2 separate regions of the Zea mays genome follow, and region 2 is linked to region 1. A link is a contact called in public HiChIP or PLAC-seq data. All regions are on one chromosome and are shown on one strand. The core of a region is the stretch at or near the end of the contact, and the rest is flanking DNA. Distances in the headings are between cores, read along the strand shown. Region 1 holds the start of LOC100280380. Region 2 holds the start of LOC100278838.

Region 1 (5,607 bases), core at 2,430-4,929:
AATTAATTGGATCTCCCGTGTACCACTCACCCGCGCGCCACTGAAAAACAGAGTAGGTGCATCCTCTTTTTCGCGATAAGTTGGACCAAGAGAAGAGAGATAATGTATCGAGCCAAAGCTTTCAGTGGGCACCAGATCAAAAGATATGGACCTGATTTGATGATACAATACAACAAGGCGCCGTTCTCCACCCTACTTAGTCATGAAGTTTCATGGTGAATTAAAAAAAAAAGAGGGTGTCTTCTCAGATTCTCAGAAGGTATCGCTAGCTACCTTGTAACTGTAGGCCTGGCAGGCAGATGATGTACACTGGATGAGGGAATTGATTGCATGGGCGGGCGGCCTGACAGATGATTTTCAATTTTCAATGAAAGAGAGGAGATAGTATAAAAAGGAAAGGAATTGTTGGAGCCCGGCTAGAAAGGAATTGGGCTCGCGGCCACTTTGTGCCTGGCACTGGCAGCCAGACGGTGTTAAAGCAGGCCGGGTCTGCCGCAATAAGAAGGCCCAGGATAGTGCGAATCGAGCCCAAGTGATGTTGTCGGTTGGGCGGCCTATAAACAGCGGGATCACGCAGCTGGGGCTCGTCGACCCCGACGCAGCTTGTTCATGTGGCCATGTGGGTATCCTAAACATGACCCTCTTCCTTCCATGGCATGCTTGTTCGTTCCCTCCACAATAATCAAGAGAGCATGCGGTGATTGTTTGTTGGGCCATGCACGCCGATCAGCTGCCACGTATACTGTGCTGCTGCAGGGTTTTAGGTACTAAGGCCCTGTTTGGGAACAAAGTTTTTGAAAACCACAGTTTTTGAAATACTACAGTATACTTTAGTCATGACAATACCGCAGTTTACAATACCGCAGTTTTGAAAACTGAGGTCCAGAGCTAAGTTTAGAATGCCTTAAAACAACTATAGTATTTGCAATACTTCAGTTTTGAAAACAGAGATTTTAGCTAGCTTGCCAAACACCATTCTGTATATAATACTGCAGTATTTGAGAATACTGCAGTATTCTTCCAAAACTGTGAAAAAACTTTACTCCCAAACACCCCCTAAGGCTGTCCGCAACGGATGCCGCGGAACGCCCTCTCCCCTTCGACTGTACCTGCATGGCGGCTACAGAGCAGCCGCTAGTGATGCAGCGGCTCTCCCTAGCGAGCACTCTACGCGGAGGTAAGGCTCTCTCTCCCCCTCGTTCTGGCGTATACCTCTCTCTCCCTCTAAACACTATTCACGTGGGCCCGCTTTCAATTGTTAGTAGATAAAAAATTTATAGTAGATGAAAAGTATGTATAAAAAATGATATTTTATAGTGTAGTGGGATATAGGGGGAGTATTTAGAGGGAACCGCTGCGGGAGATGAAAAAATAGGGGGTGGAATGTTGATGATGTGACCCAAAAAAGTGATATAGGGGGAAAAATTTAGGGGGAACGGTTGCGGATAGCCTAAGCTCTAGGGTCTACAAGACTATACTTCAAGTGAAGTGAAGGGACGATTGCAGGCCACTTGGGGGACATCAGGAGTAGGGCTGGAAAAAAAGCTCGAGCTCAACGAGCTGGCTCGGGCTCACAGTAGCTCGGACCGGCTCGACGCTCAGAACAAGTCCGAGTCGAGCCTGTTTTTGTGGCTCGTGAAAAGAGCGAGTCAGCTCGGCTCAGCTCGGTGCAGCTCGCCAGCTCGCTCGTGGCTCGACCCAACAACAATTTGTTACATAAAATCTTAGTTAGCATATAATATTAGTATCGAGTAGACAATAATTTATGTTATTTAAGATTACTATACAAAAATAATCTATTTTCTATATTATATTAGTGATATATCTATTTTACTAACTTAAAATATGTTATTTAAAATATTTTTAAGATTTTATATTATAATTTAGAGAGCAGATTTATATTTATGACTAGGCTCGGCGAGCCGGCTCGCGAGCCGAGCCGAGCCGAGCCGGTTTTCCGAGCTCGGCTCGTTACGTGAATGAGCCGCAGCGAGCCGAGCCGAGCCGAGCCGAGCTCGGCTCGGCTCGTTTCCAACCCTAATCAGGAGGCAGACAGTGCTCGTCAACGGCCATGGAAAAAAGCTTGTCTTCCTTGGACTTGCACGGCGGACCCTGTTAGCTCTCTTCTTTGCCAACTTTCCTTAATTACTGAGTCATCAGGTGTGCTTATATACTCGAGATAGAGTACATTTTTTTGGTCCTCAAACTTGCTCGGTAATCTGATTTTTCAACCTTAAACAAAATCAGAAATCCACAACATTAAACTATAAAACTAGATAACCAATGAGAGATTCTGATATTTTGAGACCCACAATTGACATGTATTTCAAGATTTGACACCCATATCACAGTCTGTGAGTCATTGACATGTAACCTATAAATCAGCCTTTGGGTTCATCGCTTCTTGTTCATGTACAGAGTCTCGTCTCGGTGCTAATCAATAATCATGACCCTCTTCCTTCCATGGCATGCTTGTTCGTTCCCTCCACAATAATCAAGAGAGCATGTGGTGATTGTTTGTTGGGCCATGCATGCCGATCAGCTGCCACGTATACTGTGCTGCTGCTGGGTTTTGGGTAGTAAGCTCTAGGGTCTACAAGACTATACTTCAAGTGAAGTGAAAGGACGATTGCAGGCCACTTGGGAGACATCAGGAGGCAGACAGTGCTTGTCAACGGTCATGGAAAAAAAGCTTGTCTTCCTTGGACTTGCACGGCGGACCCTGTTAGACCAACTCCAGCAGTACTCTGCATGGGGCTCCGTATCCCTTTTTTGCACAGCGGAGCACACTATTCATCAGTCCAGCAGTCTCCGCATCCGTCTCCCTAAAACGCACGCCCTGTACCTGCACTCCCCTTTTCCACGGTTTCTCTCTCCTCTCCGCAGCTGATTGCATGCGCTCGCGACTGCTCGTGGGCCCCAGCTGTCATAGACTGCATGCGGAGTGCAAATACGGAGTCTGCTGGAAACGGGGACGGATACAGAGAGGAGAGAGAAACTGTTGGCGGTGCTAAATACGGATACGGAGAGAGAGTCTGCTGGAGTTGGTCTTATAGCTCTCTTCTTTGCCACCCTTCCTTAATTACTGAGTCATCAGGTGTGCTTATATACTCGAGATAGTGTACATTTTTTTGTCCTCAAACTCGCTCGGTAATCTGATTTTTGAATCTTAAACAAAATCAGAAATCCACAACATTAAACTATAAAACTAGATAACCAATGAGAGATTCTGATATTTTGAGACCCACAATTGGCATGTATTTCAAGATTTGACACCCATATCACGATGAAATGTGAGGTTGCTGTGAGTCATTGACATGTAAACCAGAATGTTAAATCTTTAAAGGATTCAAATAAAAAAAGGGATTTGCGTCTTTGGTAGGCCGAGGCCGTAGATAGCAAAACACAGAATTAGCGATGGATATATCCCGTCAATAGGCGTCAAATTACGCTTTACAGCCTTTGGAAAACCAAAGCTTCCATTTGCATGCCCATCCATTATTCCCCCGTCTTTTCCTTCCTCTGCTTTCGCCCCCTCCCATCCCGTGCCGTGCTCAACTTTTTTTCAAACCTGCAGTGCCAGTGCTCCTCACTGACCACCTTCTTCTTTGAGCATTCATCAAGCAGATACTGCAGACATAATATCATAGCTGCACAGTTCGAAAAACAATCTGCAGTGCTTCAAAAAAAATTATGAAACGAGCTCCGTGGTTGCAATGGCGTCCTGTTACGAATGATATGCATGCGCAGAAGAGTCACGAGGAAGGAAAGACATGCAGCGCCACTGGTATGGTATGGCGATGATGGTGTCAGTCAGTTGGCCTTGGTATTTCTTCACCTCGTTTTTTTTTCACCTGCAGCAACGGAAGCCCAGCCGAGTGCATAGCAGATAGCGCTGTGGACTGTGGAGTGTGGAGTGAAGTGAACGAGCTCTCAGTCTCTCACACACTCTAGCTGCTCCTGCTTGCTTGGCTGCTGCTCTCTCCCACTGTCTCGCCGTCTTGCTCGCACGCATGGGCGTTGGCCGGGGTTCCTGCTCCAGCCACTGAAGACGCGGCGGCGGCGGCGGCTCCTGCTCATGGCAGGAGCTCAATGCGGCACAGGACCGCGCGCCGGGCCGCTCCTCCTCGTCCTCGTCCTGTGCGGCTTCCTTGTGCTGCTCGTGCCTGCGGCTCGGCGCGGGGACGACGACGAGACGGAGGAGTTCCCCGTCGCGTCTTCCGCTTCGTCGTCGTCGTGGCACTGGCACGCCGCTGATGGGCGCCGCCGTGCCCTGCCGCGGCCGGCCGCCGCGACGTGGCCGTGGCGCCCCGCCCAGCCCCGGGCGCGCGGGAGGTGGAACTCCGCGGGGCAGGACGGCAAGCACGAGGTCCCCAGTGGCCCCAACCCGGACTCCAATCGGTAGCCGTAGCCAGAGAGGTGGGTGGTCGTGAACTCCGATCCGCCGTCTGTGTTTGTTTCGGCGAACGGCGACCAAGCTCCCTCCCTGTCCCCTGCTCCTGCTCCTGGAGGCCGGTCGTCTAGCTAGGCCTGGCCGTCGTATCGCTCCTCCATGCTTCTTGCTGCTCCGTGCTGGAGCCAGTACGTGCGTCGTTTGCTTGCTGTGTTGTATCTTCTTCTTCGCCGTTCTCTTCGTTAGAGAATGAACATGACCATCATCTGACGCATGCATTGCTCAATTCTCGTCCAACCGACGATTGATTGGTGACCTGGAATCAGGAGCAGATTTTGCATCTGCTCGATCGTCGGTCTCGTACTGTACACTACCAGGCGCAGACCCACGCACCCTGTGCAGCTCATCAATCAATGATATGGTAGTATATGGTACCACACCACGCGTCGCGTGTCTGCTTCTGCGTGGTCGCGCATCACCTGAGCTGCCGGGTCCCCTCGCCCCTGCATGCAGCTCTGTGTTGTGCGTGAGGGTCATGCATGGCCGACCGGGCAGGTGATGAGGTCGCTCGCAATTGACTTGACTGACGCCGTGACTGTCCGTAGGCTACTACAGCATATTCGATGCGATGCTCATGTATAGTGCTGGGCAATTGAGTCGAGCTGGGCGGCTGGGCCAACCCGGTTCAAAATCAAGCCAATCGTGCTTCGTGCCAAACAGTTTCAGATCAGAAAAGCTCAAAAAACTTTTGGGCCGTATCGTGTCAGCCCGAAGTATAAAAACAGTGGCCCAATCCGGACCTAAACCACGTCGTGCCTTCGTTGGATCGTGCCGGCTCAAGCCCGGCCCATATATTGACCATATAAAATCAAAATATTACAATCATATAAAGTTAATAGCTTACTAAATTAAAGATATTAAACAATTCTAGCATCATTTGATCACATAAACTCTAAATATAACAACAATATAAAATCGATATCTTACTAGATTAAAGAAATCAAATAGATTAAGCTTAATTGGGCCGTGCCCGCTCAAGCCTGGCCCATCTATGCGGGCCATGCCGGGGCTCCAATAGGCCGGAAATTAAGGCCCGACCTAAGCCCACCTTCGGATCGTGCTAGCCTGGCTATATTATTTCATGCCGAGCCATGCTTTGGACTCCTATTTTTGGATCGTGCTCGTGCTGGCCCGAAAAGTCGGCCCATATCCTC
Region 2 (6,247 bases), core at 1,235-3,734, 130 kb after region 1:
GAGATAATACCCTACATCCTCTTTGTTGGTGGCTTTTGCTTATAATCTGGTCATTTGCTTATAAAAAAAGAAAGATCAAATATGGAGTGGTTGCTAAAGTCAGACATCAATACAAACTGGATGTGCTCCATATAAATTATGGTACTTAGCTTCGTAGCAACTACTAACGTTTAAAACCAACAAATAACCTTTCCTTTTACTGTTAGCGTGATAAATCATTTCTGCTTCATCCAATTCAGTAATCTCAAACACCATGGAGTCCATTGTTACAATTTGGTTTCAGAAACGACCTAATGCATGCAAGATCCAAGAACACAAGGGACAAGCACCCTGTGGTAGTGCCCGCATGGATCTCCAAATCCTAACACATATTTTGCAGGATCCATGAGCCATCATCAGAAGAACACAAAACACGTGCAGACAATAAATAAAGTATTAACACACCCAAATTATGTTCTGTCCTTAGCACAACAAACAATTAACACCCAAAACAATAGAGTTGCAATGATATAAGGATGGGTACATATAAGTGGTAGAAGCATACCGAGTCGACACCATGGTAAAGAAAAAGGCCATGTAGACAGACGATGTCGAGCCATCGAACGGGTACCATAGGCAGCAAATCAGGGACCCCCCATCCCTCGCCCCCACTTCTAAGGTCTTGTAGAGCAGGAAGGGAAGTGAAGAGACATGCATACCTGTTCGTTGTCGGAGAAGGACACGACGAAGACCTAGGCGTCTGGAGGCGGCTTATGTAGTATACCTCTAGATGCATACAGGGAGAGAGCATGCAAGCGGAGTAAGCAGCCCAGCTGTAGCAGCTCCAAAACAAGAGGCACCCGCACCAGGCGTCAGTCCGAGAAGGGCAAGAGAGTGTGAGTGCCTTCCCAGCCCTGGACCCGCTGAGGCGACACAACACCATCACCAACTTCGTAGCATATGTCGATTGCCGCCGCGCTATGGACTTTGGTTGTCCAATATCTCATACCTGGACTCCTCGGCGGCACACACAAAGAAAGACCAGGAGTAAGATTGACTCGCTCGTACCCTTGTCGACGAGCGTCGGTCGGCTCACAGCTGCGACCGTGGGCGGGGGCAGCAGGTTGGGAATGAAGAACAAGGCAAAGGCCGGAAAGACGAATGGGACGTCTGGCGACGGCGAAAACGATGGTGCGCACATGCTGTGAAACGTCCTCGTGGACATGCAATAGCCACTGCGCAGGTCGATGTCAGGGCTGGTGTCGGACAAATACGGGGAGGAGGCGCCTGCTCCCATGCCATCTGGCGAGAATGGGGTGGCGCAGAGGCGAAGGCATGAGGGGAGAGAGAAAAGATGCAGGAAGGCGAACGAGGTGGCGGTAACTGAGGCGAGGACTATCATTATCGTGCGGAGGTATAGATGTCCAAACGGGTCGTGCCTGGCGGGCCAGCCTAGGGCACATGCCATTTAATAGTGACTGGGCCAACCTGGCACGAGCGTCGAGCCGTGCTTGGGCCGTAGCCTTGGCCCGTAGTGCTGGTCCGGTCCGATACGGTTATATTTTTTTATTTTATAAAAAATTGTATATACACATGTACAATTTATATTCAGTATTTAAAACACTTGAGCATTGATGTTTTACTCGTTAGACGACTTCAAATAGTGTCCCCCCCTTGTTTCCATCATGGCGTGTGTTCGAACCCCATCTCTTGCGTCATTATTAACATTTTACGCCGATTTAACCAAATGGTCCGACGGGCTAACGGGTTGGCCTGGCATGGTCAGCAGGCCGGAGATGCGGCCCGTGGGCGTCAGGCCTAGCGAGCTTGTGACGGGCCGCCCGTTTGGCCATCTATATGCAAAGGTGTGATTTGAGATGTAAAGGTTGGTTGCGCAGAGGGTAGGGGTCTACAACGAGTTATTTGAAATAGATGTGGGAGGTTTTTTGAAAAATATTGACACGGGAAATTGATGGTTTAATATAGTAGATACAGAAAATTAGCTATAGACGTTTGGAACAATGTCTTATTAATATCACTCCGTATTTTAAACATACCAGCTGTGCAAAACAACTCGCTAGCCTAACATAATTACATAACTATGCATTCTCCTACCGCAAAACATATTGCGGGTTAGGCTATCTCGAGCAACTTTAGGGTTTATTTGGTAACAAAAGGATCACATAGGGATTAGATATGATTAAGAGGAAAATAAACTAATTTCTTTCTCAATCCCTTTAATCTCTTCGTGATCCTGGTCACTAAATCAGCGCTTACCTTAAAATAGTTTTTTTAGTGACAATATAGTTGAATGGGTCGAGATGATCTAAATGAAAAGAAATAGAGAAAAAAGCGGAAAAGCACGGGAGCACGGACCCACCGCAGCAACACACAGATAGACGCGGACGGACACCTCAATCCCAACTGTCCCCACACGCCTCCCGAGTCCCGACGCAGGGGAGGCCACGGCAAAAACCTAAACGCAGTCAAGACACCCCCTCCGCCGAAGCCGCCACGCTTCCAGAATCCCAGCGACGACGGCCGTTCCCTAGCACTAATCCTTTCTGTATCCCCCAAACCCACCCGCCTCCGCCGCCGCTACTCGCAGGCCAGGCATTCCCCACCTACCCTTAACACGCCCCCACCCCAGCGCCTCCCTCCTCCTTTTTCCGATCCCAAATCCTCCCATCCCCAGACGGCCAGACCTAGCGCCCGCGCCGCCGCCATGGCCGAAACCGGCGAGTCGTCCCCGAACCCCGCCGCAGCCCCGGAGGACACGCACCACGAGGGGTCGGAGGTGCCTGCTGCTGCTGTGGCGGCGGTGCATGCGCAGCCGCAGCTGCAGCCCCAGCCGCGCCCGCCGCCGCAGCCATCCAAGGTGCGTCTGATGGTCAGCTACGGGGGCCGCATCCAGCCGCGGCCGCACGACAACCAGCTCGCGTACGTCAACGGCGAGACCAAGATCCTGTCGCTCGAGAGGCCGGTCCTCTTCGCCGACTTCGCCGCGCGCCTCACCACGCTCGTGGGGAACGCCCGGGACGTCTGCGTCAAGTACCAGCTGCCCGGGGAGGACCTGGACGCGCTCATCTCCGTCACCAACGACGAGGATCTGGAGCACCTCGTCGTCGAGTACGACCGCGCCCACAACAACGGCCCCGCCGCCGGTTCCGGCTCCGGCCGCGGCGGAGCCACGCCCAGGCTCAGGGTCTTCCTCTTCCCCGTCCAGCCGCCGCCTCCCCCGCCGCCGGCCGGGCTCCTCGAGCCCAAGGCGGACCAGCGCCTCTATATCGTCGAGGCGCTCAACACCGTCTCGCTGCCCTCCTCCAAGCTGGACCCGCCGCCCGTGCCCTCGCACCAGTCGTCCCCGCCGCAGCAGCAGAAGCGGGAGTCGGTGTTCGCGCAACAGTCGTCGTCGCCGCCGCCGCCGCCTCCGCAGGCCAAGCACGAGGCGGTGTTCGTCCAGCAGGCTCCGCCTCAGCCGCAGACGGCGTTTCAGATGCCGCCGCCGCCGCAGCCGTCGCACGTGGTGCTCACGGCGGCCGGCCCCGACTACCTGTTCGGCCTCGACAACGGCTTCGTTCCTCCCCCGGCGGTGAAGGTCAAGGACCCGGCGGGCGATCCTCCGACGGTCAGGGAGAATGTGCCCGTGGAAATACCTGCCAAAAACGACGACCGCCATCCCAACCCCGCGGGCGACCACGTGGCTGTCTCCCCTGTCGTCTCTCCTGCGGAGTACCAGCGCCAGATCCAGGAGCTCGAGAAGCTGCAGGTCGCCGACAACGCCACCCACCAACCACCACCTCCTGCGACGGCTCCGGCACCTACCCACGGCCCCGTCCCCGCCGCCCTCCCGAGGAACGGCAGCGACGACTCCCTTGCCCGCGCCTACCCTCCCGTGACCGCCACCCCAACCTCCAACGCTGAGTACTACATTCCAAAGTTCCCGGAGAAGCCGCCCGTGCCGCCGCTGTCATCCGCTCCGCCTCCGACGACCTACGTGCAGGTGCAGGGCAGGTACGCATCCGTCGCTCCTGGCTCCGGCGCAGACCATGCCCCCGTGTTCTTCATCCCGGCGCCCCACGGCTACTTTGCGGCCGCCGCCTCCCCAGGCGCGACCTCCTACCCCGCCGTGTACGCCGTCGCGCCACCCAGTGCCACCGCCAACGGCTCCGCCCCGTCAGCCGTGGTGTCGAACGCCACGGCCTACGCCCCCGCCCCCACACAGGTCGCGTACGACAGCAATGGCCGCGCCATCTACTACACCAGCATGCTCCCCCAGTACCCCTCGGCTGTCAATGGCATGTCGGCACCGGGCGGCGTGCTCGGGACAGAGCCCGCGAAGCAGGTGGCCGTGAAGCCGACCGTCTCGTGAGCACACCAACCAGCCTACAACACCTCGCCTCACAGCACAGCCCCTCATCGCCAATGAATGGATCAAAGGAGTTTTCCCATCTTTCTTTCATCCTCACCCGCCCGCCACCCACTCGTCAATATGCGTTCGTTAATACTGTGTCGGTTGGATTCGTCAACATGCGTTCGTTAATACTGTGTCAGTTGGATTCGTTATCGTCTCTAGTATGCACCTAAGTATATGTTTTCCCTTATAATTGCCTAGAGTTTTCATTGGTTGTCTAGAGTTTTCTTTTGGCTTGGCGTTTCTTGGTTCCGTGATATGATGATGATGCAACTATTAGTTCTTTGGTGTGCTTAGATGTAGATAAGAGTCTGGACATGATGGATAAGCACTATATATATATTAGCCTATTGGAGAGTTGAGTTGGGCAAATCTTGATGGTGTCATCACACTTCTGCTAGTAGCATTTGTTAATTCTTTGGTTTGCTGTATGGATGAATTCCAGAAATCCAATGGCCATGTGATCTTGATGAGCGTGTTATTTCCTTGCTCCCTTGTCTGATCACGGGAGATCAGCGTGCTGCTTTTATGTGTAGTATGAGCATCATAAATGCGTAGCAATTACCTTACCTGTCCATTGAAAACGAAGGCCATCTCCATTATCCAGTTGGCAACCGACAGGTCCTGTTCCCTCGCCGCCCGTTGTCACCTGTAAAGACGGCGCTGCGTGCGTAGAAAAAAAAAAGGCCTGGGAGGGATGCCCTTGCATCGCAGAGAGGATCTTTCGACGGCCATCGAGGTATCATCATGCCTGGGATGCCCTTGCGCGTCGGTGTCTGAAAGCGCAAGCATGTCGAGCCTGGAGCGGATGATTCCATGGACCTTTTACCCATGCAGGAGGTGACCTGTGTGTGATTATACTACCCCGCTCGCTGGTTGTATGTTACATGTTCCTTGACGATGATTGCAAGCAAACGTTCTGAAAAATCTTTGGTGAGCGTTGCCCGAAGATGGCTTCGTCCCGTAATCGGCTATAGCGCACACCGAAATGCTTACATTCTGAATCGTGACAGAAACATCAAAGGCATAAATGATCTCAGCTTGCAGCGGGCGCTCGCTGAGTGCCAGTCCAGTTAGTCGCGTCTCGATGGGCCCGTGAGTGAAACTGGGCCAGAAAGCGGACCCACCTCCACTCCGCCGCCGACGCCGACTTGAGTAGCGCCCACAAGGAAGGAATCGGTCGCGCAGCCCACCGGCGGGCGGGGCCAGGGCTCACATCCATGTCCACCCGCGACCGCGAAACAAGGAGTGCGGCTCGTTCTGCCTCAGGCGCCGCCGCCGTAGCCGAAGCAGCGACTGCACCCCGTCGATCCTGATCCTCATCCTGCGCCTGGCCATTCCATTCATGTAAAGTGCAGTGCAGCAACACCTTTGTTTTGTTGCGTACAACAAAGGGTCACCACACAAGACAACAACGTTCCCAGTTCAATGGTTCCAGCTTGCTGGTTAATACTACTTCTCTTAGCACGTTCAAAATTAACCAAAGGAAATATTCCAATCTTTGCATAAAAGATACAAACTCTATTTGTATCAAATTTTGGTCGAGCCGTAACGGTTAAGAACATAATTTTAGGGATATTGTTCTTACTCCTACGTGTACGCAAGGGCTCTTCTTCATCCTGAAGCAAACACTGCCGAAGGTGCTCTGATTAACTGTATTGCATGATTGTCTTAAGGACACGACAAAAGTCATGCCGAAGATCACTGGTTGACGAAGAAACAATCAGCTGACTAACACATAGCTTCGGCATAAGTATATATGTTTTAGGAACGTTTCTTATTACATACGAAGCTAACCTTCGGCTGAAGCATTAAATAAAGACGCTTCGTCCATGCGCAAACAACAAGTACGAA

What was found. HiChIP or PLAC-seq counts read pairs in DNA pulled down with a chosen protein or histone mark.
Region 2: an H3K4me3 HiChIP or PLAC-seq map of leaf shows a contact between it and region 1, with 4 times the contacts expected there. The contact joins the promoter of LOC100278838 here to the promoter of LOC100280380 in region 1. A contact is called at or near these places in 6 of 25 Hi-C or Micro-C datasets (ear, endosperm and leaf) and 1 of 3 datasets of contacts at active chromatin or transcription factors (leaf).

What each region holds. Positions count from the first base shown.
Region 1 is chr5:223,488,670-223,494,276 of Zm-B73-REFERENCE-NAM-5.0, forward strand. LOC100280380 reads left to right here and starts at 3,680. Exons shown (of 2, transcript NM_001153305.1): 1 at 3,680-3,787; 2 at 3,861-4,677. The coding sequence starts at 4,079. The coding sequence ends at 4,405.
Region 2 is chr5:223,622,102-223,628,348 of Zm-B73-REFERENCE-NAM-5.0, forward strand. It overlaps LOC100278838, which reads left to right and starts at 2,485. Exons shown (of 1, transcript NM_001151983.2): 1 at 2,485-4,791. The coding sequence starts at 2,705. The coding sequence ends at 4,351.